Regions from separate parts of the Mus musculus genome. Here regions 2, 3, 4, 5 and 6 are each linked to region 1. The links are chromatin contacts, called in public Micro-C and promoter capture Hi-C maps. All regions are on one chromosome and are shown on one strand. The core of a region is the stretch at or near the end of the contact, and the rest is flanking DNA. Distances in the headings are between cores, read along the strand shown. Region 1 holds the start of Wdr26 (WD repeat domain 26). Region 2 holds the start of Susd4 (sushi domain containing 4). Region 3 holds the start of Ahctf1 (AT hook containing transcription factor 1). Region 4 holds the start of Capn2 (calpain 2). Region 5 holds the start of Trp53bp2 (transformation related protein 53 binding protein 2). Region 6 holds the start of Fbxo28 (F-box protein 28).

Region 1 (4,327 bases), core at 622-3,121:
CCACACACACACACACACACACACACACACACACACAAAGCAAAACCAAACAAAACCAAAATCCCTGGTCTGGTTGCCTTCAAATTCGCCTTGACTCTAAGAAACTGTTGCTTGTTTACTGTCAGCTCCTGGCTCTGCCACCTTCACTCAGCTCCAGGACACTCCCACCAACCCTACCTCAACTCCCTCAGCTTTTCTTTCCTGTGTGTTCAAAACAGATGCGTTTTGGTTGGACCCGCTGTCTACCTTCACCCTACATTAATGACCACCCAAACTGTATTTGAAAACCAATGATTCACCAGACCTGACATCACATTTTCAAAAGAAAACCTTCTGGGTTTTGAAGTGGGATTTTACTAGTGCTAGGCCTCTAGTGTGTACACACACACACACACACACACACACACACACACACACACACGGCCTCTGTCTGCATGACTTCCACTGGGTATCTGACTTCATTATTCCCATCAGATTTACTCGACAGCCTCTTTCCAAATTATGCCAGCCCCTTAGTTCCCATAAACACTTGTAGGCGACTGTCCTTCCTGATTGGTAGTTTGCCTGGGCTGCTGTCGGTCAGGGGTGGGGGTGGGGAGGTGTCCCACAAAGATGCCTCTGAGACACACTTGAAAAACAAATCCTCCAAGGTTCATTATTTCCACCGCTCTGATCCACCCCTCCCCCAGCATAAACAACCTCGGTGTCCGCCTTCCCGGACAGACAATCCTGCTCTGGAGGTGCGCGGGGAGGGGTCGCCCTGGGTTTCCACTACCCCTCCCCAGCCCAGGCGGCTCGGCTGGCCTTAAGACATCGGGCCGATTCCCTTTCCTAGACCTCCCCTCCACCGCCCCCCCCCCCAGGGCTGTCTGTCCCCGGCCTCCTGCGCACTGGGCCCCGGGGTCCCCGCAACCCACCCGGCCGCTCGGCCCCGGCCTGGCCCTCACCAGTTGTAGGACGGACACTTACTTGAGCCCTAGGCCATTGAGGTGCTGTCCTATGAGCCTAATGACATCCTCATCGGACTGCGAGAGCCGCTTCTTCTTCTTGAGGCTGCTGCCCAGCTCGGGGGTGGCCTGGGCGGCGGCGGCGGTGGCGGAGGCCGCGGCGGCCCCGCCGGGAACCCCGTTATTGACACTCAGGCTGTTGCTATTGTTGCCAGCGGCGGAGGGGGCGGCAGGCAGGAGCCCGTTGGCGTGGGCCAGGTCCCCCGCGGACGTCGCCGAAGGGGACGACTCCCCGTTCTGCGCCGACAGGCAGGCGAGCTCCGGGGTCTGGCCCTGGCCCCCGCCGCCCCCGCCGCCGCCTCCTCCCGCCCCGTTGGCCTGCATGGTGCCGCCGCTGACCAGGCTGTGGCCGCTGCTCCGCTGCGGGGCGGCGGGGGCGGCCGGAGGCAGTCCCACCACCACCACCACGGAGGAGGAGGAGGAGGAGGCGGCCGGCGAGGGCGAGGGCGGGGGGGGGAGGCCTGCTCGGCCCGCCGAGGCCCCGGGCTCTCCTGCTCCCTCCGCCGCCGAGGCTCGGGGCTTCTTTCGCGGGGGCGGGGAGGCTCCGCCGGCGTCCGAGTCGGAGGAGGAGGAAGCGGAGGCCAGAGTTTCCTCGCCGAGAGAGGCCGTGGTGGGAGGCCGGCGGGGCGCGGCGGGGGTCGGCGGGGCGGGAGGAGGGGGAGAAGGAGGACCGGGCCCTTCCCCCCCCCTCCGGAGGCGCTCGCGGCGCGGCCCGGGGGCTCGCGGGCACTGGGGGGGGCGCGGGCCCGAAGCTGGGAGCCCGGACGGCGGCGGCGGAGGCGGCGGCGGAGGCAGCGGCCGCCTCGGTGCTGGGTCCGCGCCGCTCCGCTCCCTGGTGTGTTGATTCTTCCCCCAGCTGCTGTCTAATGGAGTCCGGGCGCTGGCGTCACAGGAAATGCCTATACTGCCCTCCTCGCTCACTTCCGGCAGCAGGTATGGAACCTATAGGGGGCTGTCACCCGGCACGTGTGTGTCCGGCGGCCGGGGTGAGGCCGTGGGGTGAAGGCGAGGGCGGCCGGGGGTGGGGGTCCGGCCCCGGCGGGGAGGCGCGACTCAGCACGACCTGGCCCGCCTGTGCGAGGCCGCCCTGGCTCCCCGGGTCAGGCGTGCGAGCTCGGCCTGCAGTAAGTTCGCAGCCTCGCTCCGGGGCCCTGCAGGGTGGGAGGCGGAGATCACGTCCTCGCCCTGCACCCTGAGTGACCCAGAAAGGAGCGAGCGGCCGGCGTGGAGGGGGCCGCAGACGCACTGGCACGGGCCAGGGTGGGGCCGCCGGCGGCCTGGTTTTGCAGCTTGTGACTTCGAGCACAAGGGTGTGCTAGGCCCCTGGCCACCGGCTTCTTGCTCTGCACTCAGGATTTAACCACTGCCTCGGTTTAGGGTGGAAACACTTGAACTTGCACAGCCAAGCACCACACACAGTTGTATCCGTGTCAGTCCAGGACAAGGGAGATGACAGCAGAGCTGAGTGTGCTCCACCCTGGGAAGGCGAAGTCGGCCGTAAACTGCCTTCCCTCTGGGAGGAAAAACAACAACTCGTGGGGGCAAGACGTTTCAAAGGCTGAGGGTGTGTAGAGGCGCTTTGCTTTGGAGTTTTACTAGGTTTGTTTTGTCTTTCTTTTAAGTGCTCGCTCAGATGTCTTGTTCCTGGTTCCTGTACCTCTGACCGAGGGGTGGGATTGGGGCACCGTTTCAGATTCTGGTTTGAAATTTTCAAGTGGCCGGAGTTTCACTGTCCCAGCGCTTTAAACGGCTTTCTTGAGTGGAGAAACACAGCAGCAGAGAACTGAGTAACTATGTTACTCTGTGGCAAATGGTCCATGGGGCCCTAGTCAGTTTCATGGACTTGGGTCGTAGCATGTAGACCTGGTGTGGACAGATATTTTTCCTGACGTGACTTCCATTTGGGAGGAAAACAACAACAAAAAGACCAAACAAACAGACCCAACAGCCTTAAGCAATACATCTTATGTCTCTGAAATTTACAACACTCACAGCTCAGTAATTTTTAGGTCTTTGGGGACAGCCTTTTTTAAATTTAGAAGTGTAATAAAAATTAGCCTATGATTTGTCAAGAATCCTGAGCTCTCTTCATCTTGAGACTGGGAAGAGAGACAGAGACCAGGGCAGTCTTACAGAGATCTAGCATTGTGGCTGTCATGCTTTAAATATGCTTTCAGGTGTCAGCTGTAATTGCAAAGTGACTCACATACGGTGTTTGTATTCACCTGAGACAGACCTTCATTTTAGCTGAGGTTCATAGGGCACAGACAGTATATCCAGCAGAGCCAGAATTACTAGATAGTCAATGCCCTCATAGAGCCCTGTACAGCAACTTTAGAAATCTCATTATCATGAAGGTTGTTAGTGTTTAGGCAAAATTTACTTTCTGAAAAATGGTTTATCGTAATCTACTGGTTCCTAGCAACCTTCAGGTGGATCAAGTCAGGAGCTTAGTTTGAGTAAAGTCTGTAGCTTTTATAAAGAAAAGGACCATTTAACTATAGGCCAGGTTTCCACTCCTTAACAAAGGGGGAGAGGAGAGGAGCAATGACTAGGACTTCATCACCATCCAGGCTCAGTGCGCACATCTCAGCTTTTCACCTCAGAGTAGCCTAGATGCCTCTTAGAAGTTCTTGAATTTATGAAATCCATATGCATGTGCCCCTTTTATCTATAGTAAAACATTGGGAGCTTATTGTCTGACTCTAGAGCCTTTAGAGACAGGTTTCGGCTCCACTTGCAATAATTTTGGAATACTGTTCTTCACATTCAGAAGGCTTTAGTAACCTCATGTTACCCACATGTTAAAAAAAAAATGTATAGTTGTCTTGCATTCCCTAGTGGATCTGGTCTTATCTCAGTCTTTCTTTTTGGCTAGCTCTCTTTTAAAAAGCCTTTTGTTTTTATTTTATTTTTAGTTAGCTCATAAATTATGTGTTTCAGATTGTACGGTGTACCTTTCTGGAAAGGTTTTAATCTCTTGCCATCTCTGTGAACCCTTTGTCACTGTTGCCGAATTGCTAGGCTTGTTTCTTCTGAAGACCTCCTGTCTTCTCCACAGCCCGATTATGTGGAGTTTCTCTGTCAAGACTCAGCTCCTGCCAGGCGTGATGGCACGCGCCTTTAATCCCAGCACTCGGGAGACAGAGGCAGGCGAATTTCTGAGTTCGAGGCCAGCCTGGTCTACAGAGTGAGTTCCAGGACAGCCAGGGCTACACAGAGAAACCCTGTCTCGAAAAACAAAAACAAACAAAAAAAAAAAAGACTCAGCTCCAGTGAACCTCCTTAGGGGAGTGTCTCCCAGCTTCCAGCCTTTGGTA
Region 2 (4,327 bases), core at 631-3,130, 1.6 Mb after region 1:
TCCCACCCGAGGAAGGCATTTCTGAGTGCAACCAGCAACTACAACAGGCTTCCTCAGGTACTGGATGAGGCTACGTGACCTTGTTCACAAATAATTTAATTCTTGTGGTACTAAGGGTGGAGCCCCGAGCCTCACACAAGAGCTAGGCAAGTGGCCTACTGCTGAGCTGTAGCTCCAGCTGGCTAGCACTGTGTCAGAAAGGAGACTTAAGCGCAGATCCCAGGCTTGGGACAGATGAACTTGGATGGTCCTGTTGGCCCTGGTAGTCTTATAAGCCGATTGTTGCAGCTAAGCGGCAGACTTCAGATACATTTGTTGCATGGTCAACAAATAGTTTTATGCCCTGTGGATCTGACAGCTATTTTTAAAACGGTAGATATTTTATTGAGAATAAGCTAGAATAAATATTCAATTTGCAGCGAACAATCTTAGGACCTTGGAAACACAGAAAAATGCCCAAGTAATGCTTTGGGCTTCAGAGTTCAGGCTTTAGCAGAAATGCATTTGTGATAACCAAAACTGTTCAACTTACTCCGTGCAAAGCTGACATCTCAATTTTACAAATCGAAAAAAAAAATCAACAACATTGAACTAGATTTATCTACTAAAAGCTAATTTCTCCTGCAAGAATTTGTTAAAATTACTCGCAGTAAAAGCCAACACGGTAAAAGCTGTAATTTCCAAACTACCTTCAGTATGTGAGATTTTGGGAAAGTCGATAGAAGGACGAGATGATTTGGTGGCTGTATCAGAAACATGGTTTTTCATATCCACAAATTGCTACAGAATAATGGGGATCCAGTGGTTCAAAAATACTGCCTGCCGGCCCTACCTCATTAAGGCACACCCCTTAATCACCAAGGCTCACACAAGTACCCTAGGAGCCGGCCCAGACCTCAGAGGGAGGTCTAGCTTGCTGGGGAACAGCAAAGGTTGGGAGAACAGAGCTAGCAGCAGGCTGAACTTAAGACACCAGGAAGGGACCGCTGACCAGGGGAACGTTCTTTCCTGGGGACCCCTGATCCTTTCGGGTTCTTACCCAAAGGAAATAAGCTTCCGGTGATATCCAGCTTTCCCGCATTGGCACCCATCATCTCACTGCCCGGTCACTTGTCTCCCTGAGGGAGAGCCTCTCAAGAGAAAGCTCCGAGAGATGCTTGCGTCTATCTCCAAGGCAGCCAAGAGGGAAAATGCCGACGGTGCAAGGGACGGGAGACAGAGACCCAGCCTCCTCGGGCTGTCCACTGGGCTCTAGGGGAAGCTCACACCCGTGGAGATGTTCGGGGTCACCAAGAACTTGAGGTTTTAGCAGCAAGGGTTGTGCTTACACCGCCCCATTCAAGTTAACCCTGTCATCGGTGATGGTCCTGGGTGGGATCATCCTGTCCACCTCCACCTTCGAGGTCACAGCCTCTGGTGGCACACACGGGGCTAAGGGCTCCAGAGGCCACTGGTGAAGGATCGCGGCGCAGACCTGCGGTGTGTGCGCGTGCGTGTGCCTGGGTATGTGTGCGTGCATACGCGTATGCGCGTGTGTGAATGCGTGTGCGTGTGTGCCGCCGCCTGGCGACTCGTGCCCGACAGGTGCAGGCGCGCCGGCTTCCCATTGGCCACGGCGTCCTCCTCCGCCCACGCCATCCCCTTACCCCTGCTACCGGCGCTGGCTGGGACCCGCCGAGGCGCGTGCAGGCCCGCGCGCCCCTGCCCTTCCCGCGCGCGCCCGGGCCTCGTCCCTTCCTCCCCCTCTCCGCGCCGCCGCCGCGCGCTCCCGAGCTCAGGTAGCGGGCGCGCGCAGCCCGGCAGCCGTGGCCCTCGTCACCCCCGCCCCCGGCCACTCGGGGGAGCCCGGGGAGGGAGCGCGCGGCGGGACGGGCGGGGGCGGTGTAGCCCGGCAGCCGCCGAGGCTTCCGTCTCGCTCGCTCGCTCGCTCCTCTGTCTTGCTCGCTCGCTCGCTTGCTTGCTCGCGCAGAGGCGGCAGCAGAGGTCGCGCACAGATGCGGGTTAGACTGGCGGGGGGAGGAGGCGGAGGAGGGAAGGAAGCTGCATGCATGAGACCCACAGGTAAGAGCCGGAGCCCGGAAGGGGCTTGCCTGCCCCGGGGAGGCGTGCGCAGGCCGGGCTGGGCGAGTTGGCTCCTGGCTCAGCTCCCCTAAGGGAGGAATTTTTAAAATAAAAATAACAGCTCAGATTTCATAAGGGACTGGGGCAATAGGAGCCTCCCAATCCTTGGAAAAGCAGAGAAGTATCCAGGGGCAGCAGGGGGCACATTGTGAGATTCCTCAGAGTGAAATGTACAGGCCCGGGGAAAAGTGTTTTCTCAGCCGCTTGATGCTATAAGGCTTTAGACTTTCCTGTCATGATCAGAGCCGCTGAATCCCGGGGACCAGCACAGAGCCAGTGTGCACTAACCCCTGTCCTCTCTCCCCTCCTCCATCCCTCCCGCACGCGCAGTATCCCATGGTGGCTGCTACTCTCTGGACCCTGCATGGGGGGTGGCAGGGAGGATCTCGCTGTGGGAAAGGGGGCGGGGGCTGCGCAGGGGCGAACAGGGATGGGATGGGATGGAGCCCGCAAAGCCCAGGCACCGGGCCCCCAGGGTGGAGGAGGGAGAGCTTGGCCCCAGAGCCCGGGCAACCCCGGGGTATTGTCGTGTTCCGCTCCTGGTTGCAGACTCTCGCAAGCTGGATGCCCTCTGTGGATGAAAGATGTATCATGGAATGAACCCGAGCAATGGAGATGGATTTCTAGAGCAGCAGCTGCAGCAACAGCAGCCTCAGTCCCCCCAGAGACTCTTGGCCGTGATCCTGTGGTTTCAACTGGCGCTGTGCTTTGGCCCTGCACAGCTCACGGGTGGTGAGTGACCCCGCTGTGGTGGGGGGAGCTTTGAATGGCCCAGCAGGGAGGGGAGACTGTACCGACCGGACAGCACTGCGCCTTCTGCATACGTGCAGACTTTAGGGGTGCCTGAGAAATAGAGTCCCTGTGTCCCAGCCTTCTGCAAAACCCCTGGAGTTCACAGAAAATTGTGTGGAACCGGTGTAGGTTCGCACACCCACCGGCAGCCCAATTGGGCTTTTCTGAAGGAAGGATAAGAAGCCTGGCACATTTTCCCATTTTGGCCCAGAGGAAAAAGAGGATCAAAGGAGTGTGTGGGGGTGGGGGTGGGGGGAAGCAGTGTATTTGTAGCCCTTCGACCCTTGATCTTTGCCCTTCACACACAGGTCAGGTTTGGGCTTCTGGATTTGAACTACTTTAGAATAAACCGTCTTGAAGAATGTGAAGGGTCTGAAAACATGGTCAGACCAGTTGAAGGACAGGTTTATTTGAAAGTTAACTTTCTCTTTCTTGGAGGTGGTGTGCTGAGGCATGTCTGTGACTGTTGGGGGTGGGGAAGGGCTGCAGAGTTCCCTTCAGGTATGTTTCTGGAAGACTGCTTAGCGAGGTCTGAATTACGGTGGGGATTAAGTCAAGGACTCTTCTGTGAAGTGGAAGTTCTGAAACCAAATTGATAGCCCCAGTCCCTGTAAGGCGGCTAATCTATAATATGCTTGATTCCAAGCGAGAGGGCTATCTTTTGGTTGTGGTCAAGGAAGACAGATGGAGTTCCGGTCTGAATTTCTCCCCCTTAAGTCTCCCCCTTTCTTCCTTGTGCACCACCGTCCATCATTCCTGCCTGTTCCGGATCCTCCTTGAGACATTGCTGATGTGGGCTTGTGAAGGACAGGCTTGCGTTCTCCTAGCCGAAATACAGAGGATGCCTAAGTAGATAGATTGTCATTTGACGAAACACAAGTATTGCTTGGCGTAAATGAACCATTTCCACATTGGAAAATATTGCTGTCTCGGAGACTTTGAAGGTGAAGACGGGGCAAATAAAGTGAGCAGACATTTAGCAAAACTGAGGGAGGAGAATGATAGCGTAGGCCTTAGCACAGAGCAGTTGGTAATTCAGGCAATCCACTCGACAGCCATTCGATGACAAAGGCATGAAAGTGTCTATAGCGGCGTTCAGAGTCAGAGTCACAGTCGCAGAGGAAACTTACTTTTTCTTTGGATGGAGAGGGTGGGTGGGAGGGTGGGTGTTTTTGCTTTTTTTTTTTTTTCCCCAAGGAGTAACTTTTTGTGCTGCTATTTTAGCTTTTTACTAGAAGCATCTCAGAGGCAGATGTATTCGTCACAGAGGACAAGGTCAAGTGTGGGTCCAGACCACGTCTTTGTGGCTCACCAGGACTCTCCCCTCTCTGGATACTAACTCTACCTCATGAATTGCGAGTCAGTATGCAGGTGACCACTGAGCAGATAAGGGTCTTTTCCTCTTAGCTGACTT
Region 3 (4,327 bases), core at 805-3,304, 1.4 Mb before region 1:
AAATAAAGTTAGGATCTATGCTTTATTTGTTAAGTGGAGATCTGTGCTCCAACTTTAAATGTTTACAAATAATTAGGTTGCCTTACAAACTGGTAACATTTTACTACTAAATTACTATGTGGTTCCCACCTGTAATCCCGGTTATTCCCTGGGCTGAGGCAAGGACAGAGAAAAATTCAAGGATCCCCTGGCTACAAAGTGATAAGTGTCTCTCAAGAGTAAAGAGCAGGTCCTCTCAGAAGCAGGTTCTGCGCCTAACATGTGCGAGGCCATCCTCAGAACCACTAAAACTACAAACTAAATCACGGAATGTAGTCTCCCCATAGCACAAACATCACCGCTTGAAATAGGTAAATTCACCCAACAACGTCTGTCTTCTGGGAGGCTGACAGTTAAAGACAGTTCTTAAAGCCCACAGATTCTTTAGTATATCAAAAACCAAATTATATTTTCTTCTAAAGAATCCACGCTCTTTAAAAAATGTCTCCAACTGTCTATTAAAAAAAAAAGCACCCAAACTCAGCGACTTGGTTAGATCTCAGTGGCGGGGCTCGAGCTTAATAAGCTCGAGGTGGTAGCTTCGATCACTGGCATCAAAAATAAACAAAAATAACAACGCTCACTTTCCTATAACAACACACCTCTAAGAATGGCTGCCGTTTGCTTTAGGAACCGAAAAATCACAAGATCCCATGCTGGGGACACAACTCAAGTGGTGGAGCGCTTGCCTGACATGTGTGAGGACCTGGATGTGATTCTTCACGGTACCAAAAAGAAAGGTTCCACAAAGTCAACAAAAACCACCTGTCTCAAAAGGACCATGTGTGTACCTATCAATTCAAAAAGCAGAGTCGACTCTCCAAAAAGTCAACCAAAGGCAAAAGTCATGGGCCTTACAGCTCGCAGATGAGCTCCGGACACGGTTCTCTTAGATGTCCTGGACCAGATCCACTCAGCCCTGTGGCCCGCTTCGCGAGTGAAACTTTTTCCCCCGCCCAGGACTCACCCGAGCCAAGCACAGGACCATGTGGAGCTCACGCCAACGCCGGAGAGACTCGGAGCGCCCGCGGCTGTCCGCGGGGAACGCCCCACAAAGGTCTCCATCGCTCCGCTACACCCTGACGGCCCGGGGTCTCGAGTCAGACTCGTCCCGGGGGGCGGAGATCCCGCCCGCGGGCGCGGGAGACGAGCCCGGAGGCTCGACTCTGCGGCCATGTGCCGGCACCCGCCGCCAGGGTTATGTAACTAACGCCCGAGCGCTGGAACGAGCCGCACCGGTCGCGGCTCGCGGACGCCGCTTCCCCGCGAGGCGGTGCGCCCGGCCTAGGCCCCGGGCCTCGCCGCCCCGGCCGCCCCGCCCTCGGCGCGCGGGCCTGCGGTTCCCCACCCTACCTGAGCCCGCGGGCCAGGCCGCCAAGGGCCCCGGCGTCGCTGCTTCCGTGCGGTCCGTCACAGCATCTCCCGGGAGACACGGCCCGGCGCGCGCCCCGGGCCCGCGGAAGCCGCTTCTCGCTCAGTCTCTCGCCGGTCCCCTCAGGCCCCGGGTGCTCCTTCGCCCAATCCCGGCTTCGAACTCGTCCCACCGCCCGCGCCGCGTCCTCCCCGCTGGCGACTCGACTTACTGGGCTGGCACCGCTCGGGCCGCGCTCTGCGCATTACCCCGGGCGCACTGCCCGAACCCCACACACACAGCCTCTCCGCCCAGGGAAGGATCGTGGCCAGGGCGGGGATCCGATCGCAGATCGCGCTGCGGGGCTCGGACTTCTCGCGAGGGTTCCGGCCTCTGGCGCCGACTCCGCGGGAATTTTCAAACTTTCCCTACTAGGCCTTTCGCAAAGGGAGAAAACCGAGACGACGCCGGGAAGAAAGATTCATTTACGTACAGCAGGGTCTCTCCGCCTCCTAGGAGCAGATAGGCGAAAGACTACAAGTCCCATAGGGCTTTGTGCGCTGGGCGTAGTGTAGGGCGTGTCCGGCTTTGCGGAGCAAGGGCCGGCCTAATCTAGTGGCGGTTCCTGCTGGCAGCCAAGCGATAATCTTTCCGTCTATGACTGCTGCTCTTGCCTCCGTTTTTTCCGTTCTGTGCTCCAACTCTTCAAGGAAACGCACACACACACACAAAACCCAGACTTACTGAGAAACTCTTACTCTCATTTTTTTTTTTTTCTCAAAAAGCAGAGAGTTCAGGTCGCCTAGCCTAATCTTTTGTCATATATCTGACGCTGGGTAATTCTGCTGGCAGAGCTTCGTGCTTGGCATGCACGAAGCTGTAGGTTCCATTATGCCAAACCTATGTTTTCTTTTCGATTTGTTAGTATTGAGAGACGAGGAGTTGGGCAGACCCTTAGTAGACAAACAGGGACATGAGCCATGGCGAATTTCCAAGATGGCCAGCTTTTTTTAACCTCCTGATTTGAGACAAAAACCTGGCAAGCTTTTATCATCTACCTGCAGGTCACCTGCTGATGGACTGGTTCAATAAGTTCAAAGCCTGATTAGAACACGTTACACAACTGTAGTGGACCGATCAACCATCCATCCTTTCTGCCTTCAAACTGACCAACACTAAAGTAGGTCAGGGAGGTTTTAGAGGTTTTACAACCCCCAGGCCTCAAGAAGAGACTGGATTTTTCAGCTTCTCAAATCCCCTCTCTGTTTTGTAGAAGGTCTTTTTCTCTGTGTGTTTACTGCCTGCAATAAACGCCTTTTTAACTGCTAATTCTGCTACTGCTTGTTGTGCTTTGCCTTTTAACTCTTCTAGTCTTAACAGTTCTTTTTTTTTTTTTTTCCTTTCAGTTTGTTCTAGACATGGTTTCTCTGTGTAACAGCCCTGGCTATCTTGGAACTCTCTTAGTAGATGGGGCTGGCCTCAAACTCACAGAGATCTTCTTGCCTCTGTCTCCTGAGCCGTGGGATTAAAGACCTGAACCACCCTTTCATTCTTTTAACTATCAGTGAAAACAGATCCAATCAAGATCCCTAGACTGTATCATTTCTAGACTGTATCATTTCTAGACTGTATCATTTCTAGACTATCATTTGGAGCTCATCTTTGGGCTTTCTTCTGTAGACTATCAGTATCTCTCTTTGAAGCTAGACCCAGCACCAAAGAATTTTCAAACAAATGAAATAGAATGTGTCTTTATTACTGAGTTGTAAGAGCACAGGCAGAATCAGGAGGATCTCTGTGCGTTCAAGATCAGCCTGGTCTCCATAGTCGTTCCAAGGCTACATAGAGAAACCCTATCTCAAACAAACAAACAAACAAACAAACAAACAAACAAACAGAAGGGGGAAGAGAGAAGGAGAAGACATTAGTAGACTGCTTTAATCAGGAAAGCCTGTCTCTACTACTCTCTCTCTCTGCACAATTTTTGAGATAAAGCTGCCTCTTAGAAATAAACTGTTTATCTTTGTGACTTTTTCTTTATTCACTGCAAGATGTAAAAGTGTGCTAGTTTGCGCAAGGTATTATTCTAAATTGTGAGAGGAAGAAGTTAGACAAGATTTTGCAGTAAGTGTTGTGTGGTCTGGTTCTGTTTTGCTGGTAGTGAATGGGGTGTGTGAAGACTGTCTCATGTGCACCATTGGCCTTAAACTCAGTGTGTAACTGAGGATGACAGTCAGGGCTGGGGTTACAGGCATGCACCCCTTTCCCAGTTTTAGGTGGTTCTTAGGATCAAATTCGAGGCTTCATGAACGCTAAACAAGTACTCTACCAACAGAACTACATCCCCCATCCCTCTTTCTTATGAACTAATTTTCTGTTTTCAAACAGAAAACCTGCCTTTGTCCTACACCCATGTTAGTTTCCATCCCTGCCTGCCTTCCTCTTCTGTCTATATTCCCATCCTTTGGAACAAATTTCCTTCCATATCAGACTCCTTGGTAGTAAGAAGAAGATGGATTTTCAGCCCAGGAATTCTACCACTGAGCTTAGTAACTGGGGAATCAGGTGACCTTTTGGGCGTTTGTTCGTTAATCATCTGCAGAGCACAGAGGACTGACACAGAGCACAGAGGACTGACACAGAGCACAGAGGACTGACACAGAGCACAGAGGACTGACACAGATTCTTTAGGCTGAGGATTAAAAGTCCAGGGGTGGGGGTGGAAAGAACTGGGCGTGGTGGCACACACCTTTAATCCCAGCACTCGGGGAGGCAGAGGCAGGCAGATTTCTGAGTTCGAGGCCACCCTGGTCTACAAAATGAGTTCCAGGACAGCCAAGGCTACACAGAGAAACCCTGTCTCCAAAAACAAAACAACAAAACAGTTCAAAGTACTGGCTGCTCTTCAAGAGGACCAGAATTGGACTTTTCGTTCGT
Region 4 (4,327 bases), core at 821-3,320, 1.3 Mb after region 1:
AAAACAGAGTGGCCTCATTGGTCTTATTTTTATCTTCATTTAATGTTGAGACACAGTCTTACTGTGTAGCTCAGGCTAGCCTAGAACTTACTAAACAGCCAAAGCTACAAAGTGTCTTGAGGGCTTCAATCAAGGGTGTGTACCACCATGCCCGGCTGAGGTGAGGAAGGGAGAGCCAGTGATTCACCCTGGGTACCCAGGTGCTCTGAATCCTGTTCCACAGAGACTTCTCTAGTCTTCCTTGCCACTTATCTTCAAATTTGAGTCAAGTTCTCATGTGGTCCAAGCTGGCCTCAAATGAACTCACTGTATAGCCAAGGCCAGCCTCCATCTTCTTCTGTTGTTATTAGTATTTATTTTGTGTGTGTGCACATTCGTGCCTGTGAGATTCTGCACGTGTGCGCCACAGTGTGCATATGAAGGTCAGAGAAAAATTTTGGGGGAGTTGGTTCTCTTTTTCCAGGTGGGTTCTGCAACAGAACTAAGGTCATTAGAAATGACCACCAAAGCCCTTACTCAATGAGCCATCTTTGTGGCCCCAGGCTTTGAATCTCTCATCCTCCCATCTCCACCTCCTGAGTCCTGGAATGGCAGGCATATATTAGCATGCACCTGATTTTATATGGTGCTTGGGATAGAACCCAGGGCTTCATGCATGCTAAGTAAAGACTACCAACTGAGCTATACCCCCGCTAGTCTCTGGTACTTTCAGACTAGACTCAGTAACAAAAGCAGCCTGGGGGAACCAAGAGGATAGAAGCAGGGTATGAATGTCCATTGTCCTAACAGGAATCTAGAAGTTTAGACTTCCTCTCAGTTCCTGGGAAAAGTCAAGTGAGGGTCCCATGGGCATCCACTGGCGATTGAAACCACAAGGGAACGGGAAGGGCTTAAGGGCAGAGACTCTGAGGGTTAGGACAGGAGTATCTAGGAGTTGAGCAGAGGTTTCCGGGTGAGGACTCTAGGTCAGCAAAATAATGAGTAACAGAATCATTGGAGCCCATCGATTCTTTAAGCTACCCTTCAGTTCTTTAAGTTAAAGAGTCCTCTAACTGCACTTTGAGAGCCAGACAAAACCCACGCTGGATAAATACATGTACTTGCATTTACAAGTGCCACATGTACTTGTGACCACCTTTGTCAGCCAGAGCCAGGCTGTGCCCACCCCTTGCCCCCACCCACCCAGCAGTCCCGAGTCTTCTATCCTACTCTGATATCCCCACCCCCACCCCTACTGCCGAGCAGTGTCTCCACCCTCACTCAGATCACCACTAGAGTCCAGTAAAAGTTTCACCCCAGCGGCCCTGTGTCCCTGCGGCTTTGTGAAGCCGAAGGCAGCCTCCAGGGCGTGTCCACTAATGGGATTTGGGGTCCTGTCCTGCGAAGCGCTCTGCGCGCAGCTTGGGGCAGGTCCACTGGCTGGGCCTCAGTCTGCATAGGGAGTCCCCTTAGCAGCAATCGCGGAGCACTACTAAGCAGGGACTACCGAGCCGGGGAGCCAGGGACTTGCAGCCTCCCGGAACCCCGAGTGCCCTTCCAGGCCCTGCCGGCCCTGCCTGTTCCCCTCGCGCTTCCTACCGTGGGCCGCTTCCATTCGATGCCCCGAGTTTTGCTGGAGTAGGGCCCCAACTCCTTATAGCCCAAGGATGACGGCAGGGCGGGGAAGGAAGGATCCTGGAAGAGCGCCCCGGCCTCCAGGCACTCGTTCCGCAGCGTCTCGTAGTCCTGGTTGAGGTACTTGATGGCTCTCTCATGCGACCCCAGCCCCTCGGCCGCTTCGCGGTCCTTGGCCAGCTTTATCGCGATGCCCGCCATGGTAGCGATCCGGTTGGCGCACTGCACGGAGAAAGGGGTCGCGGAGAGGCGGGGCACGGCACTCGGCTGGGGCGCGGCCGGGCCCGGGGCGCTGCAGCGGACTGCGGGAGCCGCTGCTGCGGGGATGATTCACCGGCGGGAAGCGCCTGGGCCGTGCGCGGGGTGTGGCCTCCGCCTCCCCAGGCCTGCTCGGCGCCGGGCTCCGGACGCGGCTCGCCGGCGACCTGCACAGTGCCAGCCCGACCGTGAGGACTACGGGGCCGATGCTGCCACCTTCGGACGGCTCTCGGGATGGCGCGGCCCGGTGGGGAGGGCGAGCGGGGGGTGTTGGGGGGACGACAATCGCAAGTTGGGGAGCGAAGTTGTCAAACCCCAGCCATTGGGGAGTAAGGCTGGGCGAAACTCAGCAATGACTGTCCAGAAAACATCGGATGAGTCAGGAGCGGATGAGGGAGGGAGCGCGGCGACTAAGCCAGTTGCCACTCATTGGGCTCAGGATCGAAAGAGAGCTCTGCAGGCTCTGGGCACACATGTTACCTACCACCCCCAAATTTGTGAGAAATGGCTACTGGTGTGTCCATCTTACAGATGAGAAACTGAGCTCCAAAGAAGTTCAAAGATGTAACCCCTACAAATTAAAGCAAGACAGGAATTTTAGGGTCCCAGGGCCTCTGCAGTTACTTATTTGTGCATAAGTAGGGCTGTACAATTTGACAAAAACAAAAAACAAAAAAACAAAAAAACAAAACAAAACAATCCATGCTTGTTAAATCTAAATTTCAAGAAAAGGGGCTGGGGGATTGTGTGGTTTTAGCATACGTAGCCCTCAAATATCACCCGAGGCAAACCTGTGTTAGAATAATAATGTGATGCTTATCTAAAACTCAGATTTACCTGGGATGATTTATTGAGTTGCTGCTGGGACACCATTTAGAACAGAGCCCCTGTTGGTGGCCTGTACCACCGCTCTGTCCAATGAAAGTTTTCGCTGCCACTCACACACACAGAACTGGGCGGGCTTGTGCTATGAATGGTTTAAAGCACGGGTTCTCAACTGGAAGCAACCCGCACGCACCAATGTGACCCTAAAGGTTTTTGACCCTAACTGCAGACTTTCCTCATATTGTCACAACTGGGACAAAGGAGGCTCCTGGCCTCTACTGGGTGGAAGCCAGGTGCTACTAAAGGATGGTCGGGCGGAGGGCATCCCTCTACAGAGAGAACAGGAAGAAAAGTGCAGTCTGAAAGATCTCTGTGCCAGGCTGAGAAACCCTGGTTTGAACCTCATCTTGGTTCAGCATTGATGGTTTCTGAGATAGTTTGTAACTCTGTCAGTTGCAGGAAATTGTAGCAACTTGAAATATCAGTGATATGCAAATGACTGTTCCTGGAAGAATCAAAGTGTCTGTCTCCCTGTGGCAAAGCCAGGGCTTGTCTGTTGATACTGCTACCTCACTATTCTCTCCTGGGCATGGCAGGTGTCTGGGATCTTCCCCCACTTCCCTTTTGAATCCTGAGCCCAGAAAAAATCAGGGTGGGGCCAAAGGAAATCAGATGGTGGGAAAAAATGAACAGCTTCCGGAAAAGAGCCATGAAGCTTAGAAACCACCATGCTGCAAACAAATGCTGGCTGTCGAGCATGGTAGCCCATGTCTTTAAATCCCAACACTTAACATGAAGTGCCTGACGGGCCGCGCCCAGAAGGTTCTACCCAGCAGTAAGCTGGATACATACATGCTAAGGGGAGGCAGGGATGGGGGCAGATCTCCATGAATTCCAGGCCAGCCTGGTCTGCACGGAGTGTTCCAGGCTAGCTAGGGCTATACAACAAGACCCTGTCTAAAAAAACAAAAGTACAAACAAACAAAACATGAGGTGTCTGGTTACTCCATCTGTATTTGTCAAATAAAATCTTTTAAAATGTGTTCATTTGTATCAATATGAAGCCATAATTTTAGCTTTAAGAAAGATTCATTCCTATTTAGCCTCGTTTCTGTATTCTTGTCTTTAACCGGGTGTCTACTGTTGCCCAAGGCTGACTCACTGCTTCACTTGCTCAAACTTCACTTGGGATTCTTTCTTTCCTTAATGGTTCCCCAGATCTGCTTCCCCCAGGATGGCCCACACACAAATGAAACAGAGGGCTTCCAGCCCACTGTCACCAGCTTCTGGGAAGGGGCCAACGATAGCCAGAACATTCCTCTACTTGGCTCGTCATTTCCCAGTGTTTCTCTTCCAGATTCTCCCTGACTCTGCTTGTCCCTCCTCTGCCACAGAAAAAAAAAACGGAGCCTCCTCTCCCTTATTTTTCTGTTTGAACCTGAGGTGCTTGCAGAGTCCTGAGAGGGGGCCATCCTGCCCAGGATCACAGGTTGGAAAGGCAATGTCTCCCTACCTCAGTTTGACTCTATTTGATATTCTCTGTCTTTAGGTTTCAACTCCCAGCACTTAGCCTAATAGGCACACTGCATGTCACCAGGCTCTGTCTTGTCTTGTGGGACTGAAGGAATTG
Region 5 (4,327 bases), core at 1,037-3,536, 1.2 Mb after region 1:
ATTTGTGCAAACAGCAGTAAAAACAAACAACTGGAGTTTATTAGTCACATTCTTCGCTCCTTGCTTCTATTTCCACCGAAATCATTTTTATTTAACTTCTAATGATTTATTTATGCTTATTTCATGTGAATTCGTGTTTTGCCTGCATATATGTCTGTGTGCACTTACACAGACAAAATTATTATTGTTGTTGTTATTATTTAACCAACCCAGTGTTGCAGTGCTCATATTAAACATAATGTACTGTTGTATGCAGTCAGTTTTCTGGTAGTAATGGGGTAAGTGTCCCATTCCTTGATCCACTGAGAACTGGAGCATTAATGAACAATAGGAATTCTTTTACTGAGCTGGGCAGTGATGGTGCACACCTTTAATCCTAGCTCTTAGAAGGCAGAAGCAGGTGGATCTCTGTAAGTTTGAGGACAGCCTGGTCTATGAGTTCCAGGACAGCTAAGGCTACACTGAGTGACATTACCTAGAAAAACTAAACCAATCAACCAACCAACCAAAAACCAAACAACAACACAAAAAGAGTTTTTTTTTTTTTTTTTTTTTCTTGTTCTTTTCTTTTTTTCTTCTGGGTGACTGTATGTAGACTGGTTTTATTGTCCATTCAGCTTTGTTTTGTTCATTGATGGATCCACAGTACTTAGAAGACCTACAGTATTTTGATACATTTTACTGAGTAAGTCAAGGTGTGGACTTCCTTTACTTAACCCAGGGTAATTCTAGTTGTATCAGTTTTAATTTCATGTTTAGATAGAGTAGCTGGGATGATAGAGTAGCTGGGATGATGTTAACTGGGAGTTGGATGATTCTTTTTTTTGGGTAAGGGATATGTTAAAATAAAAAAATAATTATTCTTTTATTTGTTGTTTATTTATTTGGAGACAGAGCATGTAGCCCAGGCTGGCCTCAGACTCTTGATACGTCCTGCCTCAGCCTTCTAGTGCTGGGACGACAAACAATAAGTGCTCATTCTTTCTGTTGTGCTTTGTATTAAAACCAGGAGTTTATTCATGTTAAACACTCTATCACTAAACTATGTCTGACTCCAGGGACCCCCCCCCCCCCGTTTACATTTTGAGACCTATTCTGCTAAAGCTGCCCTGGGAACCCTTAAATTTGGGATTTTCCTGCCTCAGCATTCTGAGTACCTGGGGATATAGATCTGTGCCACACACAGGTCAATTTATATTTAATTTTTATAAAAGTGTCATTTGAGGTAAGGTCTTACTCTTTCAGCTCAGGCTGGCCTGGAACTCACTGCAATTCTCCTGGCTCAGCCTCCCAAGCGCTGAGATTACTAGTGCACGCTACCACATTCAGCTGGCTCCATTCTTGAAGCTGTATACATTCTGGTGCTTCATTTCATTTCGTTTTGGGGACTCTTCTGTCCTCTGATTCCAAATGAGCTTGCACGGGTTACTTGACGTGAAATGAGCTTCGTGGAGTTAGTGTTCCTGAAGCCTATGTCTCTCTGGATAATGGACTCGACTATCTGCCTCCCTATCAAAGCGAACTACTGCCAATTTCCCAGCGTGAGCTTCGACGGCTCCAAAAAATGGTCCTTGTGTTAAAAGTGTTTACAGGTCGTGATGAGCTGAAGAGCGCCCCAGAAAGCTGTTTTTACCCATTTTCAAATCCTTTGAGCGTGCTGTTCAAAACACAGGGAACCCCCCCACTTCTCAACACTGAAGGGCTTTTCCCTTCTTACATTATAGAAGTAACAGGCCATTCAGAGGGGGGTCTTGGACATCGCCTGAGGGATGAGGACAAATCCGAGAGCGCCTTCTGTCAGGAACGTGCTCCGGCCCGGCGGACTCGCAGGTCTCCATCTTGTGGGGCGCTCGGATCCCTCAGGGCGCCCTGAGTCAGGTGTGTGAGGCGGCGCCGCCCAGGCCCCTCGGCGTCCGGCGCCTTGTGGCTGGTTCATGGTTCCTAAGGCAAAGGGCTCAACTCTCTTGAGCAACTCGGAACCGCCAAGGAGGTGAGGGACACAGCCCTGGGCTCCATCCCCGCGTTTTACGATTATTGTTCTCCTGCGGCGCCGCCCTCCCGTGCCTTGGCTCCGCCTGGAGGCGCGTTCAGGAGCAGCTCCGCCGCCTGCATCTTCCTCCCTCGGAGCAAAGGTTCCCGCCCCCTCTGGCACCGCCCCCAGCATCTGCGCATGCGCCTTCGCCGCCCGGTTGGCGCTCCGCTCCCCCTTACCTCAAGCCTTGGGGCGCGCCGCGGGCGGGGCTTCGTGGGGGGCGGGGCCAGCGCGCCTCGGTGGGGGCCCGGCCGGGATTAGTTGGTTTCGGCGAGAAGGAGGAGGAGGAGGTGGGAGTCGCGAGCGCCGAGACAAAGCCGCGTCCCGGAGACGGGCGAGGGGATTGGGCCCCGGACTCGGTGGCGTCCCGGTCCGCTGAGGGGACTCCAGCGCCGCTGCCTCGCAACAGGTCGGCCGCCGGGCGCGCGGCCTCGTTCTCGCTTGGCTTCCCCGGGCCCGCGACCCTCGGGTCACTTCTGCTCGGCCAGGCCGCCGCCAGACCCCCGCTTCCATGCGGTTCGGGTCCAAAATGATGCCGGTAAGCGGGTGGGCGTGCTGGGGCCCGGAAGTGTACAGGGCGGGGGGGCCGGGTCAGCGGAGCCGGTGGAGCTTCGGGCTTCGAGGCTCTGAGGCTCCGTCCCTCTGGGTCCCCGCGACGGTCGCGATGCTGCCCCGCAGGCAGTGCGGCAGCCCGGGCCGCTGCTCCAAACTTTGCTTCTCGGATGAGACCTTTGGGGAAGCTTGTTTTGAAGGTCAAGAGCCGGGGAACCTTGTTCTTAGCCTATTTCTTTGAATTGTTTTGAGGCTTTTTACTGAAGTGAAGCATAGCGCTTGAAAAGGCTTGCCTTTCTTTTTCTTTCTGCCAGTTTTTTTTTTTTTTAACTTGAATTTCGATCTGATGTTGGTGATAGCAGCCATGTCACCCTATCTATCTCTTTGTGGAAACAGGTTTTAGTAAATGCAGCCTTGAAAGTTTTAGTTCAGAGGAAAACTTCAGTGCCCCGCTCCCCCAGCTTTTTTTCTGCAAGACCTCTAAGAAAGATGAGTGAATTCTTTTGGCATCTGACTTGGCCAGCGTCACAGGTGACTTGCAGGTTGAATGGAGGTGTTTCTGAAAAGCCCCCTTAGCAAGCACAAGATCTGACTGGTTATGGTGGCTCCTGCAGCCGTGTATTTATTTCCTCGTGGGTGTTGTATTTGTTCTCCTCTCAAGCAGGATTAATCGCAGTCAACCTAAGTCCTTTTTTAAAAAATAATTTTTATATATTCTTTGAAAGGTCACGTATTTTAGCCATATCCATCCCTAAACCCCTCATCAACTCACGTTCTTATCGCATCACTTGTTTAAGAAAACAAAACGATAAAAACTTAAAACAACTTAATTTTTTTGCTTTTATAAAATCCAAGAAAGAGTGTTAAAATTTGTGTTTCAATGTTCTATTTTGTTTTGGTTTTTTTGTAATTACACGTGCAGAATATACTATACTGTCTCTTTGCCCCTTTGCGTTGTGGAGGGTGTTCCTAAATTTTTCTAGGTTGGACACATATATAATATTTTGGTTATTAGGTTATTAGGTGGCTTGGGATGGTTACAATTGCTAAGAGTCAAGAAATTTGGAATTACTAGCATTTTGTAACTAATGGTTTAGTCTCATTTATTAAGTTAGGGCTGTGATGTGAATATCTTAAAACGCATACCTTGGTTATGATAGACTGTTTTGTTAACTTTTTTATTCCTGTGTTTTTATCTCACTGTTGTGAAAAAACCTTTGCAGCTTGCCATCAGCTTCCCCTGAACAGAGAAAGGAAAAGAATAGGTGGTTTTAATTGCAGGATGATTTCTTCCTGAAAGATCAGTTTAAATCAAGGTATCCTTTGTTTTTTTTTTTTTTTTTTTTTTTGTTTTATGTAGGGGTGTTTTTCTCCAAACCACATAGCAGATGATCAGAATTCTTGTAAAAAGTTATTGAATCTTGGGACTAAAGTCACTTCAGCAAGTCTGGTGGCTTTGACTGCTTTCCTGGTGTCAGAGTAGACTTACTAGGAAAGGTGTAGTGTGCATGCTATTCTAGCTTTGAAATTTGATGCGCTTTGGAATTTTGCACAGCATTAGTGATCCCAGATGTTTAAGAAAAATCTGTCTCTCATCTTCATCATCTGTATCTTGGGGGTGATACAATGCCAATTCTCAGGGTGCTTTGGAAGATTGGAGTCACTGTTTATGAAGGAAGGGGTTAATACGATGCCTGGCTTGGAATAGTTGCTAGAAAACACCCTGAATTAGCAACAGTGATT
Region 6 (4,327 bases), core at 987-3,486, 1.1 Mb after region 1:
GTACATCTGTATGTCACCTGAATTGTATTTTCTGAAACCAATGAATCTAAAACCTTAATTTCCATAAAAACCCAGTGACATCAGATTAAGAAAGGACCTCGCCTTCTGTTTCTAAAACCACGCTGGTTTGTATAAACCTGGCTGGGAGCGGGGAGGGAGGGGTGCCATAGGGACTCCTTAAGAAAAATGCTTTCAATTACAAATCAAGCCAGGAAAAGGCTTAGGATACAATATGCAGCTATACATTTCACATGAAAGAGATGATGATTATTAATAATTGTGAGGCCCATTTCACCTCAGGTCTCCAAGCAGTCTATTTTCTCCTCTTCACACTTTTGTTTGTTTGTTTGTTTAAAGAAAAGGAAAAATGAGAGTTAAAGCTGACAGAGCATTTATCTAGTAGAATCAAGGCTGAACTCCAGATTGGTGGCCAAACAGTAACACACAAAACAAAACAACAATGAATGAAAAGAAGGAAAAACGACCAACAAACCAATAAAACCCCGTTTTTCTCAACACTTAACAACAACAACAAAAAACCTGTGAACATTCCAAGCTTTTCAAAGCCATTGTCTGGCTGGCTGGCTGAATTCAATCAAATGTTATGCCCAATTGCCAAACGCAATTGTATATACAGCATACATTTTGGTCAAGTACCAAGCTTTATAAAATATAAAGGAAATATTTACCACTCTACACGAAATCCTAGGATGATGCTTTGAAAATCTAGGACAACTGTATTCTGAAATACCTACTCTAAACAGAAGAAATTTTCCATTCCACAGAGTGTGGGGAAACACACACAAAACCTGCCCCGGAGTTTGAATGAATGACTGCAAGCTGTTTTTAAAGATGATTTCCTTTGAAACACAATACTGGTCAATTTAGAGATGGAAGAATAGGGCTAAAATATGGCATAGCGATGAATAAGTAACCGCCACACACAGCACATTCAGAAAGATGTCTTTGTCCTTTTATCAACAATCCCGAGCACATTTAAGTGACTACATCAAACCAGCTCACAACCACTTCAAAATGTCCACCTCCTCCAATTTCCTAACCACCTAAGGGGAAATACCCCGGTAGGAAGTGAGATATCTTCCTGAACCAAGTAATTCATCAAATCTTCGGTCAAACCTCAGGGATGTAGTAAAATTCCAATGGCAATTTTTTTTCTTTTTAAATTTTGGCTAGGACAATGTGTTATTTTTAGGGTATAATAAGTAAACCACTCCGACTGCAGGAGGGTGGGCTTGAAGCACATTTGAAAAAAAAAAGCAAACAAGCGGGAGGGGGTAATAGCTTGACAAGGGGACAAGTTGCTTCGCTATAGTAAGGAGTGTCAGGGAGGCAAAGCCAGTCAGGTCATCATCTCCCAGGGCTCTACTTTAGTGAGCAACTAAGGCTCTGGGGTTTTAAACGCACAACACAACTGCAATCTTAGAACCGCAACTGGGGCTCAAGGGGGAGCGGGGGGGGGTGGGGGGGGGACAGCCAAACCCCCTTCATCCTTTTCAAGCAGAAAGCCTGGGTTGGAGGGACAATACACACTATTCTTGCAACACAACCCAAGCCTGGCTGGGATCCTCTGCCCACTTGGGAGTGAACTCCAGAGCCCGAGCGGGCAGTCGAGGCAGGCGCCTGCCCCTTCGGGAGTCCCTGTCGCCGGTCCAGCCGGGCGGAGGGCACCAAGCCCCGCTCCGTTACTTCTCGCAGGCGGGCGCGTCCCGGGCTAGGGGCGAGGAGACCCTCGGGGCGGGGCGAGGCGCAGAGCGGAGCCTCGCCCGCCCGGCGGTCGCGATGCCAGCGCGGCAGCAGCAAGCACCCCGCCGGCCGTCGCCAGCGCCACTTCCCGGCTGCCGGGGACGCGCGCGCTCCGTGTCCCGAGCCGGCGGGGCTCCCTCCCCAGGAACGCGCCGCCCTCGCCGGTCCTCCCCAGGCCTCGGCCCTCACCAGGCGGAGCTGGCTAATTTCGTCGTAGGACATAAAGCTGAGGATGTTCTCGATGGCTACGATGGGCAGCGCCACCAGTGTGTTGTTTTGGGGCAGGTGGTCCGGTGCCAGCGCGGGCGCGGCGGGTGCCTGGGACCCGGGCGGCGGGGCCTGCGACGGGGGCGCCGGGGGCTGTCGCTGAGCGGAGCCGGCAGCCGAACAGGAGCCGCCGTCGCCGTGGCCGCCGCCTCCTTCCTCAGCCATCCGCTCCTCAGACGCCGCCGCCATCTTGGGAGTTTGATTCCTTCCTCCAATGTAAGGGGATCGGGACACTTCCTGTGCGTCACTTCCTCCTCCTGGGGGGGGGGGAGCTTAAGGAGAGGGAGGAGCTCGTGGGATGACAGCTGGAAAGAGAGGCGAGCTTTCGGTGCGTCCATCGGAAAGGAGGGAAGATAGTGCACACTTCAAGAGAGGTGGTCGTTGTAGCTCTTTAAAATCGGAGACTGCCTTGTTAGAGTGGAAACGAGCAAGGATTCCGCAAACCCTAAGAAAGGCGGTCGTCATAGTCCCTTTCATCTGATAAAAGGAACGACAATGGAGCAGTTTTCTTTAAAAGCAACTCGCCAAAGGATGATAAAAACCATATCACCTTCATAAGTTTAGACGGAAATTTGTATTTAGATCAGCATCTCCCAAGAGTCACAGTGATAATTGCAGCATATAAAAAGGAATAAAACACCGCTAGTTTAAAACTACAAGACAACAGGTAAACCCTGAAAGCACATTAATGAAATAAAAACACAGAGTCACACACCATACGACTACTTTTATGTGAAATGCCCTATGTAGGCAGGTCCATAGAGTCAGGGGCGAGAGAGAGAGAGAGAGAGAGAGAGCACAAGCGAGCTTACAACACTTGGTGCACTTCCAGAAGACCCGAGTTTGGTTTCCAGCACTAACACTGGCCTTTGGTTTCCAGCACCAACACTGGCCTTTGGTTTCCAGCACCAACAACTGGCTGGTTTACAACTGCTTAACTGAAACAGAGTGGATTCGTGGTTGGTGGAAGTTGGGAATAAGGGAAGTGTGGAAGACAACAGACAGTTAATGGGTGCATTGTTTCTCACTGGAGGAATAGCCAGTGCTCTTAACCTCTAAGCCATCTCTCCAGTACCTGAATTGTGTGCTTAAAAAAAAAAAAAAAAAAAAGACTTTTATTCTCTGTGAATCAATTTAGGTGAGAACCAATGAAAAGATGCTAAAACCAGAAGACAAGCCTGTGGTAAGGTGTAGCACGTAGTCTCAAAATAACCCACTTCTCATGTAATGCATTAATCACAAAATAAGAAAGGTATGATACAGAAATTCAGGGAACAGGCTTATAATCACATGATTAGGAGTACCACCACAAGTTGTGGGAGGAAAGATCATCACGTGCCTCTTACTAGGACGCCCCATAGGTGACCCAGCATAATGTAGTATTATTTCATGCATAAAAATACACACTCTGCATCTGAAGTAAACAAAGTCAGGTTGGACTTGGTGGTGGTTTGGGTAAGATTGTTTCCTACAAGTTCAGATATTTGAACACTCAGTTCTGAGTTGGCCTTGCGCTTTGGGGTTTCTTTGGGAGGTGGGGCCTAGCTGAAGGAGGCGTGTCACTAGTAGACAGTGATTGCTTATAGTCCCACTCAACTTCCAGTTTGCTCTCTGGTGGTTTGTGCTGGAGGGTGAAGATGTGGTCTCTCAGCTTCCAGCTCCTCCCGCCATGCTTGCCACTTCATGCTGTGTCTCCTCGCCATGATGGACTCTTTCTTCTGTAACTTGCCTTCGTCCTGGTATTTTATCACGGTGACAGAAAAGTGACTAACGTACAGACTTGAACCTGTACTGATTCTGTCTTTGACTCCCATGATTCCAGTTCTTAGGTTTCATCCAGGATAACCAAAGTTCCGGTGCATGAGCCGTCTCGAGCACATTCAAACCACACGCACATCACAGAGGGCTGGTTAGTATTCAATATGTATTTTATGTCTAACTGTTTTCCAGACGTTTGCATATTCATAATGCGTTGATTTTCTCCCTACTAATAGACTGTAATTTTACTTTTGTGCTTAGGGCGTTGCTACCTCTTCAGAGAACCAATTTCAATTTAGTCTAAATGGAAATGATTTTCTACCTAGACTTATTAAAGTTAGAAGCTTTCTTGATGGGTTAAGTTGAAATAGAATTTCTATAAGAGGAGACGAGTTAAGTACATTATAGAAACTCTCACATGAAAAAGAGCTTACAGAGCATCCTGTAAAAGTGGACCATCATCCCCTCAGTCAGCTCTTGTGGTTTGTCAATCCACTCCTTACACACAGCTGCTGTGTGAATGGATCCTACAAACTGC

Evidence for each region. Promoter capture Hi-C pulls out the DNA fragments that hold promoters and counts their contacts. Hi-C and Micro-C count contacts between places; a contact is called where the count stands out from the background.
Region 2: a contact with region 1 is called in a promoter capture Hi-C map of hippocampal neurons, with 2.6 times the contacts expected there. The contact joins the promoter of Susd4 here to the promoter of Wdr26 in region 1.
Region 3: a contact with region 1 is called in a Micro-C map of embryonic stem cells, with 4 times the contacts expected there. The contact joins the promoter of Ahctf1 here to the promoter of Wdr26 in region 1. A contact is called at or near these places in 4 of 39 promoter capture datasets (the C10 cell line, hematopoietic stem and progenitor cells, liver and 1 more), 1 of 484 Hi-C or Micro-C datasets (embryonic stem cells), 1 of 115 datasets of contacts at active chromatin or transcription factors (astrocytes) and 1 of 9 other capture datasets (liver).
Region 4: a contact with region 1 is called in a promoter capture Hi-C map of hippocampal neurons, with 2.4 times the contacts expected there. The contact joins the promoter of Capn2 here to the promoter of Wdr26 in region 1. A contact is called at or near these places in 2 of 39 promoter capture datasets (the 3T3-L1 cell line and hippocampal neurons) and 1 of 115 datasets of contacts at active chromatin or transcription factors (pancreatic cancer cells).
Region 5: a contact with region 1 is called in a promoter capture Hi-C map of liver, with 2.6 times the contacts expected there. The contact joins the promoter of Trp53bp2 here to the promoter of Wdr26 in region 1. A contact is called at or near these places in 4 of 39 promoter capture datasets (embryonic stem cells, hippocampal neurons and liver) and 1 of 115 datasets of contacts at active chromatin or transcription factors (astrocytes).
Region 6: a contact with region 1 is called in a promoter capture Hi-C map of neutrophils, with 5 times the contacts expected there. The contact joins the promoter of Fbxo28 here to the promoter of Wdr26 in region 1. A contact is called at or near these places in 3 of 39 promoter capture datasets (the 3T3-L1 cell line, hippocampal neurons and neutrophils) and 1 of 115 datasets of contacts at active chromatin or transcription factors (pancreatic cancer cells).

The regions. Positions count from the first base shown.
Region 1 is chr1:181,210,107-181,214,433 of GRCm38.p6, forward strand. Wdr26 (WD repeat domain 26) reads right to left here and starts at 1,872. Exons shown (of 14, transcript NM_145514.5): 1 at 970-1,872. The coding sequence starts at 1,331. It overlaps Gm38664, which reads left to right and starts at 1,330. Exons shown (of 6, transcript XM_011238899.2): 1 at 1,330-1,393; 2 at 1,704-1,940. The coding sequence starts at 1,330.
Region 2 is chr1:182,762,336-182,766,662 of GRCm38.p6, forward strand. Susd4 (sushi domain containing 4) reads left to right here and starts at 1,881. Exons shown (of 9, transcript NM_001356461.1): 1 at 1,881-2,061; 2 at 2,671-2,853. The coding sequence starts at 2,706.
Region 3 is chr1:179,801,961-179,806,287 of GRCm38.p6, forward strand. It overlaps Ahctf1 (AT hook containing transcription factor 1), which reads right to left and starts at 2,055. Exons shown (of 36, transcript NM_026375.2): 1 at 1,393-2,055.
Region 4 is chr1:182,515,540-182,519,866 of GRCm38.p6, forward strand. Capn2 (calpain 2) reads right to left here and starts at 2,071. Exons shown (of 21, transcript NM_009794.4): 1 at 1,579-2,071. The coding sequence starts at 1,815.
Region 5 is chr1:182,406,881-182,411,207 of GRCm38.p6, forward strand. It overlaps Trp53bp2 (transformation related protein 53 binding protein 2), which reads left to right and starts at 2,287. Exons shown (of 18, transcript NM_173378.2): 1 at 2,287-2,570. The coding sequence starts at 2,544.
Region 6 is chr1:182,339,370-182,343,696 of GRCm38.p6, forward strand. It overlaps Fbxo28 (F-box protein 28), which reads right to left and starts at 2,237. Exons shown (of 5, transcript NM_175127.2): 1 at 1,954-2,237. The coding sequence starts at 2,220.